Regions from separate parts of the Mus musculus genome. Here all the other regions are linked to region 3. Evidence: chromatin contacts called from public ChIA-PET and promoter capture Hi-C data. All regions are on one chromosome and are shown on one strand. Each heading gives the region's core, a stretch centred on a gene start, on an enhancer-like site or on the middle of the called end of the contact. The rest is flanking DNA. Distances are from core to core; before and after follow the strand shown. Region 1 holds the start of Gdi1 (guanosine diphosphate (GDP) dissociation inhibitor 1). Region 2 holds the start of Rpl10 (ribosomal protein L10). Region 3 holds the start of Mpp1 (membrane protein, palmitoylated).

Region 1 (3,316 bases), core at 475-2,974, 830 kb after region 3:
CTAACAAGGATCTGGGTCTAAGCCCAGGTCTAAGAATAAGAAATCTTACCTCCTCCAGGGGTGTGATGGAAGAGCTCTCACCCCCATAGTAGGGGTTTCGGTCCATGTGCAGCACCTTCTTTCCATTCACAGACATGATGCCAGACAGGATGCATTCCTGGGGAAGGAGTGACATTTGCAGCTATACCCCATAACCCTCCAACTTGCTTCATGCCCACCACCAATTTTATAATGCAGCTCTTTTCAGTGCCTAAAACTGGGGAGGAGAAGATGGCTTCATATGATGTTTCCTTTACAACCCTGCTGAGTAAACTACTGGAGCATTAAAGGAGGTTTGGGGGGCAGAGCTTTCAGCTTCCAAGTCTTCCAGCATCAACAAGCCAAGAGAAGTATCTACTTCTCTGAGCCCACAAAAAGACAATGAGTCTACAAGAAGAACCAATTCAAAGGACCTTTGAAAGAGAAGGCCAAGTCCTTGAAATCCCAGGCCCCACCCTGCTCCTCCTTCAAAGGGCAGGAGCCCCTGACTCTCTTCTGGCCCTATCCACTGGTCTAGACTCAGGGTTCAAACTAAAAAGATTTAGGCCGGGGGTGGGGGTTGGGGGGGGCGGGGGCAGGGAAGAGACAAACACCCTCACCAGTCAGTCACTAACCCAAGGACAAAGGCTGAGGATATATATTCAGTCTGAGATCTCCATGGGAAACCAAGTTGGGGCAGAGGTAAAGTGGTCACTACCCCCCCCCCACACCCCCCACACACACACTCCTGCTGTCTCTGGAACATTCCATGGGTTTCCTATCCCATCCCAAAAAGCAGAAAAGCATGATGAGGGCCCACCCTTGTAATGTCCCCATACCCATCTTCATATTCCATCCCCTAGTTTGATCACAAGATGGTAAGGGATGCTAATCAAGGCCTTGGAGCAGGTGATGAGTTCAGGCAAAGGGTGGGGGCTGGGTGCAATGGTTCCACTGTGTGTGTGGGGGGGTGAGTTTTCCACCTCGGTGATAGAGATAGGGAAGAATAGGGGTCTGAGGTTAAGTACTAGAGTGCAGGAACACAGGACAAAGTGGGGCCCTCTACAGAGAATTGGGAACTGGAATCGACATCCTAGGGTGAGGTAGTGGGTTGGGCATGGGGTTGGTTTTCCCAGGGCTGGAGCTAGGATGATGGGAGGATGGATCGGATACCGGACTCTGCATCAATGCGGGATGGAGTGGGGTGGGGAGGGATGGCGTGGGGTGGGGAGGGATGGCATGATGCAGGGCTATGAGAGCCTGAAGTGGCACTTACGGTAAGACCTGTCCCCAGCACAATCACATCGTATTCCTCATCCATGATCAGGCCTTGGTACCAGCGTCCGCTCTGCTCCTCCTCCTTCACCACAGCAGCCGCTACCACTACCTCTACTATTGCTACTGCTGCTACTGCCGCTGCTGCTGCTGCCCCTGCCGCTGCTTCTGTCACTGCCGCCGCACTGAACCAAAGATGGCGTCTGTCGGTTGTCTCCTGATCCCTACGCAGCGTTAATGAGTCCCTCTCTCTCTCCGCTGGCCCCGCCCCGCCCAACCAGTCATCATTTCCTTGCTTGTTTTCTGGGAGGGCTTCTGTCACCTGGGTCCCAGCACCAGAATGACTGCAGGGGTTATCGGGGCTCTTCGTGAGCCCAGAAAAATACGGGGCGGGGCAGGCCGGCAGCAGGTGCTGAGTCCTCCGAAAGATCCTTGCGCGGGAGCCGCGCGCGCCCCGCCCCGCCCCGCGCGCTCCCGTACCGCCCCCTGGGAGAAACACAAGGTATGGAAGCCCTGCTGTGTGTTGTTGCACAGTAGCGGAGCTACCATTGTCAGGATTCCTCCCAAGGCCAGGAAAAGTAACAAGCCTCTACTCTAAGTAGGTTTGTTAAGAGTATCAGCTTACTGAAGACCCTCCCACCCTTCCTCTCTCACCTCTTGCATGACTGGACTACATCTGAGCACTTCTTCCCTTCAGTCAAGAAAAAAAAATCTACTGTTCAGTGCAGAAATGAGTGACACGAAGCCCAACACAAGGCAACACGTCTTTATTTTATTAGGAAGGAAACAACAGAGCAACCCCCCACACACACCTCCGGCCTCTTGACAGGCAGTCTTTATGGGAATAATCCAGAAACCCAGTGAGCACACTTTGTTCACCAATCCTCGTGATGGTTTCTTCCTTCCCAGGCCACAGAAATAAACCCCAGTGTACCACTCACTCTTAACACATCACCCCTCCCCCCCAAAAAACATAACAGCTAAGCTGGACAGACAGTCAAGTAGTCTTTCCACACCTCGCAAATTCAAGGAACCTCAAGTTCATGGCTGTTGCTGGAAGCTCCATAAAGCTTGGGGAGTGAGCATTTACTACACAAAAGCACTATAAACAGCAAGGAATAATAGCAGAGGGGCAAGAATAAATAAGGAGAGAGGGTAAAGGGGAGACCCTAGAATTAAGGTCCCTTCCCCTCTTGATGATGAAGCCTGGAAGATTTATCTAATATCTATGAAGAATACACTTTGTTGGTAGAGATGGGGGATAGCCACAGGGGAGTCCCTCTCCGGGTTAAAGAGGAAGCAAGAGAGACTGAGGGTGGCGTATGTAGGGTTCATGCTATAGTAGGAAGAGGACAAACCTTTCCATCCACTGTGTCACAAAACAGAAACATGACAACCTAGACACCAATACTCCCTCAATTCCTCTCAGGTGTATGTCACACAATCTGGGTCAAAGTGATGGTGGGGCCCTTGTGGTCATCAAAGCGATCCATGGTCTTTAGGCTGAGTATCATGTGCAGACCATAGGTGAATATGAAAAGCATGAAGAGGGTGGTGAGCAGACCCATCCAGATGCCCGGAGAGAAGAAACCAGCACAGTCGCTAGCATAGGAGAACTGTTCACCAGTCACATTGAAGGCCTGGATCTAGGAGACACATTGACATGGATCAGATGGTTCCACAAGGTTCCACACACAGTAAGAGCTGGGATTCTGGAATCAATGAATAATCTATACCTTCAGAGACTGCACAAGGCTGGAACTCTCAGCTACATGCTCAAACCATACTGAGATTCTCTGGGCCCTTCTTCCCTCCCCTTACTGCCACCAGCTTGGGGCCCATCACCCTTTCAATACCTGGAAGTTATGAAGAGTCATCTGCCAGACTGAGGGCACGTTGGTCACAAGGAGATTGCCTTTCTTGCTCACACTGCTGACGTACTCACAGTGGAAAGAATAGATGCTAGGTCCTGTGACTTGGGAAACATTGAAATGGGCAACAGAGCCATTGCTGTGGATTTCAA
Region 2 (2,960 bases), core at 132-2,631, 860 kb after region 3:
TACGGGCAGCCTCCAGTGCTGAATGGGGAAATAACAGCAGTGAAACAGGGTGTCAGGACATTGAATAAATTATAATATATAATCCACAAGTACACAAGAAATGCCAATTAACACACCGGGCATGGTGGTCCATGCCTTTAATCCCAGCACTTGGGAGGTGGATTTCTGAGTTTGAGGCCAGCCTGGTCTACAAAGTGAGTTCCAGGACAGCCAAGGCTACAGAGAAACCGTCTCGAAAAACCAAAAAAAAAAAAAAAAAGAGCCAATTAACAAATGGGAGCTGTCTCACCTTCAGAAGAGAGTTGCTCATATTCATCTGACACCATATGGCCACAAAGTGGGAATTCATCAACTTTTGCTTTCTTCCGTCCCAAATCAAAGATTCGGATCTTAGCATCTGAAAAACACGTGGTTTAAAGTTCTCGAGAAGTGGGGAATAGACAAACACCGATCCAGTTCGAAGTTTGTCACTACTTACCAGGGACACCACGGCAGAAACGAGACTTTGGGTATGGCTTGTTCTTACAATACCGGTAACTATAGAAGGAAGGAAACTCAGGTGTGATTAATGGTGACAACAGGACTAAACCAGCTCTGAATCCAGTTTCCATTCAGGGTAACTGATTCTAAGGCAACTTGTTGTTAAACAATTACACAAATTATAAAACAGAAAAAGAATCATGCACTAGCATCACCCTCTAACCAGAGTTGGGTGAGATATCACAATTTTCCTAGCATGTGACAGAAGACCCGCCTTAGCCACGTTAAGAGAATATGGCGTCCTCTTCAGGACACGCGTTTAGGCGGCGCCTACGGACTGGTCAGCCCTTGGTGTCCTGTTAAAAACCACAAAGCTCAAGGCCGGAAATAAAAGACGGACGCAAAAGTGACCAAGAAGGCCTGGTAGGCGTTGTAAAAAGGCTCATTTGCGACGCAGAGGATTGGATGCACACGGACATGCTAGTTCTACCCAAGCGCTTTAGTATTGGGTAACGCCACCCACAGCCTCAAAATAAAGGTCCCAGTAAAGTATTAAAGAAAACCCGAAGTCAGTCTTTACTTCAGGGTCTCTAAGTGGCAGAGAGTCCACCCATAAAAAAAAAGTCTTTCGAAAGAAATGCATTTTTCCCTCAGTTTTCACAGTAGGAAGATTGCATGGGTTCAGCACTCACCACCGGGCGGGGCGGCGGCCCATGATGACAATAGGATCGTCGGTGGCTGTAATGAAACAGTCAAAGAATACAGACACAGAATAAGTGTAAAAAAAATCCCAAAGAAAAATTACGAGACCATCGTAAAAAACCGTGACCGAACTCACTCACCGCGCCAGAGGAAAAGAGACGCTCCCACGCCTGCTCACGCCTTATATAGGCGGCCTATCTTCCACTGTAACAACCATAGAGTTACAGCCAGGGGGTGGTGTCGACGCTCTATCAGACGCTAAGATCATAGATGCAGCGCTGCTCTGCGCATGTGTACCAGGCGGGACCGAACGAAGCACAGAGCTTATTGGTGACTGGATACCGGAATAGGGAACTGCATGCTGGCGAATGGGATTTCGACACATAGGCAAGAGAAACCAGCTTCCGCCTGGCCATATTGGGCGGAGAGCCATTGACAGGTTTTGCTATTACGTATGATTGCCAATATTCTAAGACTTGAAAAGGGGAGTCTTTCTCAGTGGAACTGGACCGTCACGGAGGTGTTCCTTTGCTTACAGGGCTCTAGAGTGCTGGTTCAGGCCTTCCTCAAGGCTACAGGAAATGGCGCGAACGTTCCATGGTAGGGACTCCGAAGTTCCTTTGTCACCCGGGAGGTTGGAGACCCACCCACAAAGCTGACGTCTAAGAGCCAACAAAGAGCACCATGATAGGTGCTTGATTGCTTTCAGGAGACCAATTAAAATCTCCCTTAGAGGAAAAAAATCTCCGTTAGGCGCTCACTGTCCTCCTCGCTAGTTGGGCCCGCCCCACTCTAATTCTCAGGAAAAGACGTGTTCTTAGGGAGACTGGAGACTGGGCAAAGACGATGGCGATATCATTACTTCCTACTAGCCCCAGGAGGGTCGCGGTGCTGTGGGCCACGCCCTAGTAGGAGAGTCGGAGTTCCTTTGCCCCAGATTCCGAGAGAAAAACTAGGTGTAGCACACCTCTTCTTTTCACTATGAAGAATTCAAAATGTACATCTGGGTGTGTCTAGAAGGATTGGCAGCTAACCACTAACTACTCTCCCATATAAGGTTACAATCTAGGGAGGCACCAGAACGGGAACACTGTTCTGATCTAGGAGCACGTGTCTGAGCATCATCAGTCACTCAGACTCTATGAATTTGTGCCTCTTGTGTCACTTAGGGAGACATGATAGGAACAAAAGTATAGGGACCAAGGGCCTTCCCTCCCAACATCCCATGGTGCCGCTCCCTGGTTACATGTGCCCAGCTTGTTCCAGCACATTTAAGATTCCCAGCCACAAACCAGAGCTACTAGATTGCTTCTGCCAAATAGCTTCCCTGTGACACTTATCCAGTTCCTGGAGGCTTCACAAATTGATATCTATCCTCTGAAAACAGTTCTGTCCTGCCAGTCCTCTCCACCTGATTGGTATTTGTGCAGTTGTGGAGGTGGCTGTTTCTTTAGCTGGAGAGAGATAAATGAGAATAGTCTATATATTTTGACCACCTTTTCTTATCTTTCTTTTTGGTTTTTCAAGACAGGGTTTCTCCATTTTGCAAATGTACCACATTTTTCTTCATTTTGTTTGTTTGTTTGTTGAGAAAGGGTTTCTCTGTGTAGTCTTGACTGTCCTGGAACTCTGTAGACCAGGCTGGCCTGGAACTCAGAAATCCGACTGCCTCTGCCTCCCAAGTGCTGGGATTAAAGGTGTGTGCCACCACGCCCGGCTTTGACCACCTTTTCAATTAAACATTTATTTCTTCAGACAGGATCTGAGTGTGTCAGCCC
Region 3 (3,300 bases), core at 749-3,248:
TTAATATAGGGTCTCTCACTGACTCTGGAGCTATGCTGGCAGCCAACAGATTCTCTTATTTCTCTTCATAGCTCTGGGGTTACGAGCATGTTTGGCCATGACCAGCTTTTTAAGTGGTTGCTGGGAATTTAAATTCAGGTCTTCATGCTTGAACAGTAAGTTATCCTAACCAGTGAGTCAGCTTCCCATTCTCTCATAGTTTGGGGATTGTTTGTTTCTGAGAAAGTGTTTGGTATAGCTCAAGTTGGATTCAAATTCACCTTGTAGCAGAAGCTGAGTTTAAACTCAAGATTCTCCAGTATCTACCACCCAAGCACTGAGATTACAGGTATGTGCCACTATGTCTAGTTCTCTTTTGTTTTAAAAAAGTTCTTTTTCTTCCCAACAACTGGAGCAGGTGCTATCCCAAAAGCTGTTGCCTGTAGGTGGGGTATACTCTTCTAGCTGGGCTGCCTTATCTGGCCTCAGTGGAAGAGGATGCACCTAGCCTCACAGAGACTTAATGTATCAGGGTGGGGGAATACTCAGGAACCCCCACCTACTCAGAGGAGAAGGGGGGATGGGAGAAAGAATGGTAGGAGGAGGTGACTGGGAGGAGACAGTGAGCAGGATACAAAGTGAATAAATACAATAATATATATGATAAAAAGAATAAAAAGACTTGATTATGTGTCATGTTATAAAAATATATAATTACATTTTCCTTAAAAATATATACTCTCCAACATCCATATATTTAAGTGGAATAAAATATTCTGATTTTTTAAAGTTCTTTTTCTTATTTACTTATTATTAGTTTTGTTTTGAGACAAGGTCTTATGTATTCTAGGTTGCCCTCAAACTTACTGAGTGACTGAGAATGACTTTGAACTTCTGATCCTATTAACTCCACCTCCAAAATGCTAAGATTATAGGCACGCACTATCATGAATAGTGTGTGCATTACTGAGAGTTGAACCCAGGGATTTTGCATGCTAGCTAAGCAGTCCGCCAACTGAGGTTCATCTTCATTGTGTATCACATAAACCAAGGTTCCAATTTCATCCTTTCCAGTTCCACTGTCAGTTAATGAAAGGCCTTATTTACTCACCTAGCTGTTTTTATTATTGAGTACCTTTGTATATGGGCACAGAGGTGTTACATAGTTGATTATTCTGTAACATTGCTCAGTGTATTCTCTTCCTCTGTACCAAGATCTCCTCCTTTGCCCTTCTCTCCTCCCCTTTTCTCTTCTCTTCTCTTTTCTTCTCCTCTCTCTCCACCTAAAAGTAATTCTTCTAGGGACGGGGGAGAGTGTAAGCTATCAATCATACAAGCTCTGAATTTTAGGACAGGATTCCCAAGGAGCCTTTAAACCCAGTAAACATTCATTTTGTTTAGAAAGTCTTTCATTAGTCTCCAGACCATTTGGAAGTTTAGGGCGTTTACTCCAATTCTTGAAGATTATTTGTTCCATTTGCTTCTGTTGATTCCTAGAAATTGTGTGGCATTAACAACAGGAGATCTGGCCTAAGGTAAATAAAACCAGTTTGCTCTTGAGGGCAGTCCCATCTTTCCTCGCTGAATAGCATATACCAATGTAAATGATGGTACCAGCAGCACACTTTTACAAGTCTAAACCTGGAAAGGTGCATTGGCCTTGGGACCAATTTAAGAGCCCCTACATTCTTCAGGGTAGCTGGTTGATTCCTGATGTCAGGAGCAATCTGGATGTAAAGTTCACTCAGCTAGTTGCAACTCGTGGTTGGTAAAAGAGCTGCAGTTGCAGTAGTTGGACATTTTGGGATCCGCTTCGGTAGTTCACAGGTCGTGCGAGTAAGAGAGAGAATGGAAGCTCCTGTCTCGGAATTTTATCTTTTCAGGGATGCTGGCTGCGCATCTCGACAGGGCCCGCAGAGGCGTGGTTAGAGCGGAGCTTTCAAGCAACGCTAAACTGCGCCTTCTCCAATCGCTAAGCACAAGGAAGGCCAAGGCGTGGGTGGGCTTAGGGGCGGGCCAGGGTGGAGAGTAGGCGGAGCGTGGGTACTGCTCTGCTTGGCCCTCCTGGCTCTCAGCGCAGCTCTTGATCCCTGCCTCCTCCGCCGCCTTAGTCTAGCTCGTCTCTGAACAGGCCGCAGTTCCCCGATTTGCGATTCCTGGGCTCAAAGCTCTGCGGCTACTGCGTCTGGTTGTCTCTGCTCCTGAGAGATGACGCTCAAGTCGAGCGAAGGCGAGGGAGGGAACAGCATGCGCACCGCACTTTCGGACCTCTACCTGGAGCACTTACTACAGAAGCGTAACCGACCTGAGGTTAGCGGGACCCCTGGGGTCCTCTGGGTTCGGGTTGGGTCTAGGATCCAGGCCTTTCCATCTGCTGCTGGATTTTTCCTATCCATGGCCTTGTTCCCAAGCGCTCTGTCCCCGGATGGCCAGATCTTGGGTGTCTTGCCCCCAGGGTGGAGGCCTTAGCACTGGGCCCGATTCCTGCTGAGATCTGGGTGTGGTGGATAGTTGCCTGGAGCAGCCCTCCTAGGTGAAAATCCCGAGAGGCAGGCCAGGACTAAATGAATACTTAAGGTCAAAGAAAACTTGCTCATGGATGGAAGTCTACTAACAGACTTGAAGAAGGAAAATAAGACTTTAAGGAACACATCCAATAGTAGATCTGCCTGGCTGTTATTGAGCGTTTGTGTTGTTTCACAGACATGGTTGTGAAAACCAACTTCGTGCTCTAAAAAGCTCACACATTTCCCTCTGCATTTCATTTCAGGGGGTCTCCTTGTGCTATGCTGTAAACTAAGGTAGCATTCATATTCCAGTGTTAGACAGTAAATAGTTATTAATCTAATATGTCAGGCCTCCAGAGGTGGTTGTGATTAGATTCTATGTAACATGTCTCCCCCTCCCCATTCACCTACGGACCCTGCTCCCTCTGCTCCCCAGTCCCTTCTCCTGGGAGATTTATGATGCTGCTTGTGATACAGCGAAGATGGCTTTGTGATAGGAAGGTACAGCTATTAAACAACATACATTACTTACACAAAATGTTCAAAGATGATACTAGATGAAACTGAGGAAATAAATCCAAAAACCTTTACAGGAATGGTAGCTATTATGTGTTTTGATCACTTTTTTTTTTTTGATAAAGGGAAAAAAAGAAAAAGTGAAGAATTAATACGAGAAAAAAATCCATATTATGACAGTTGTATTCTGGTTCCTCAATTCTGGAGCTCTGTTTCCTTTTCCCTATCTCTGGTGTCATTTCCCCTCCCCAAGCTAGTTTTGGAAGTATGGTTATTTAATCTTGCCTTTCTATGCTCC

Evidence for each region. Promoter capture Hi-C pulls out the DNA fragments that hold promoters and counts their contacts. ChIA-PET counts read pairs in DNA pulled down with a chosen protein or histone mark.
Region 1: a contact with region 3 is called in a promoter capture Hi-C map of liver, with 3 times the contacts expected there. The contact joins the promoter of Gdi1 here to the promoter of Mpp1 in region 3. A contact is called at or near these places in 2 of 39 promoter capture datasets (erythroid cells and liver).
Region 2: a contact with region 3 is called in an RNA polymerase II ChIA-PET map of memory CD8 T cells, with 7 read pairs. The contact joins the promoter of Rpl10 here to the promoter of Mpp1 in region 3. A contact is called at or near these places in 1 of 39 promoter capture datasets (erythroid cells) and 2 of 115 datasets of contacts at active chromatin or transcription factors (extraembryonic endoderm stem cells and memory CD8 T cells).

Annotation. Positions count from the first base shown.
Region 1 is chrX:74,303,420-74,306,735 of GRCm38.p6, reverse strand. Gdi1 (guanosine diphosphate (GDP) dissociation inhibitor 1) reads right to left here and starts at 1,724. Exons shown (of 11, transcript NM_010273.4): 1 at 1,295-1,724; 2 at 50-157. The coding sequence starts at 1,339. It overlaps Atp6ap1 (ATPase, H+ transporting, lysosomal accessory protein 1), which reads right to left. Exons shown (of 10, transcript NM_018794.4): 9 at 3,150-3,316; 10 at 2,015-2,939. The coding sequence ends at 2,730.
Region 2 is chrX:74,269,237-74,272,196 of GRCm38.p6, reverse strand. It overlaps Rpl10 (ribosomal protein L10), which reads right to left and starts at 1,381. Exons shown (of 7, transcript NM_052835.3): 1 at 1,323-1,381; 2 at 1,173-1,218; 3 at 479-537; 4 at 290-397; 5 at 1-18. The coding sequence starts at 1,195.
Region 3 is chrX:75,129,714-75,133,013 of GRCm38.p6, reverse strand. It overlaps Mpp1 (membrane protein, palmitoylated), which reads left to right and starts at 1,998. Exons shown (of 12, transcript NM_008621.3): 1 at 1,998-2,289. The coding sequence starts at 2,188.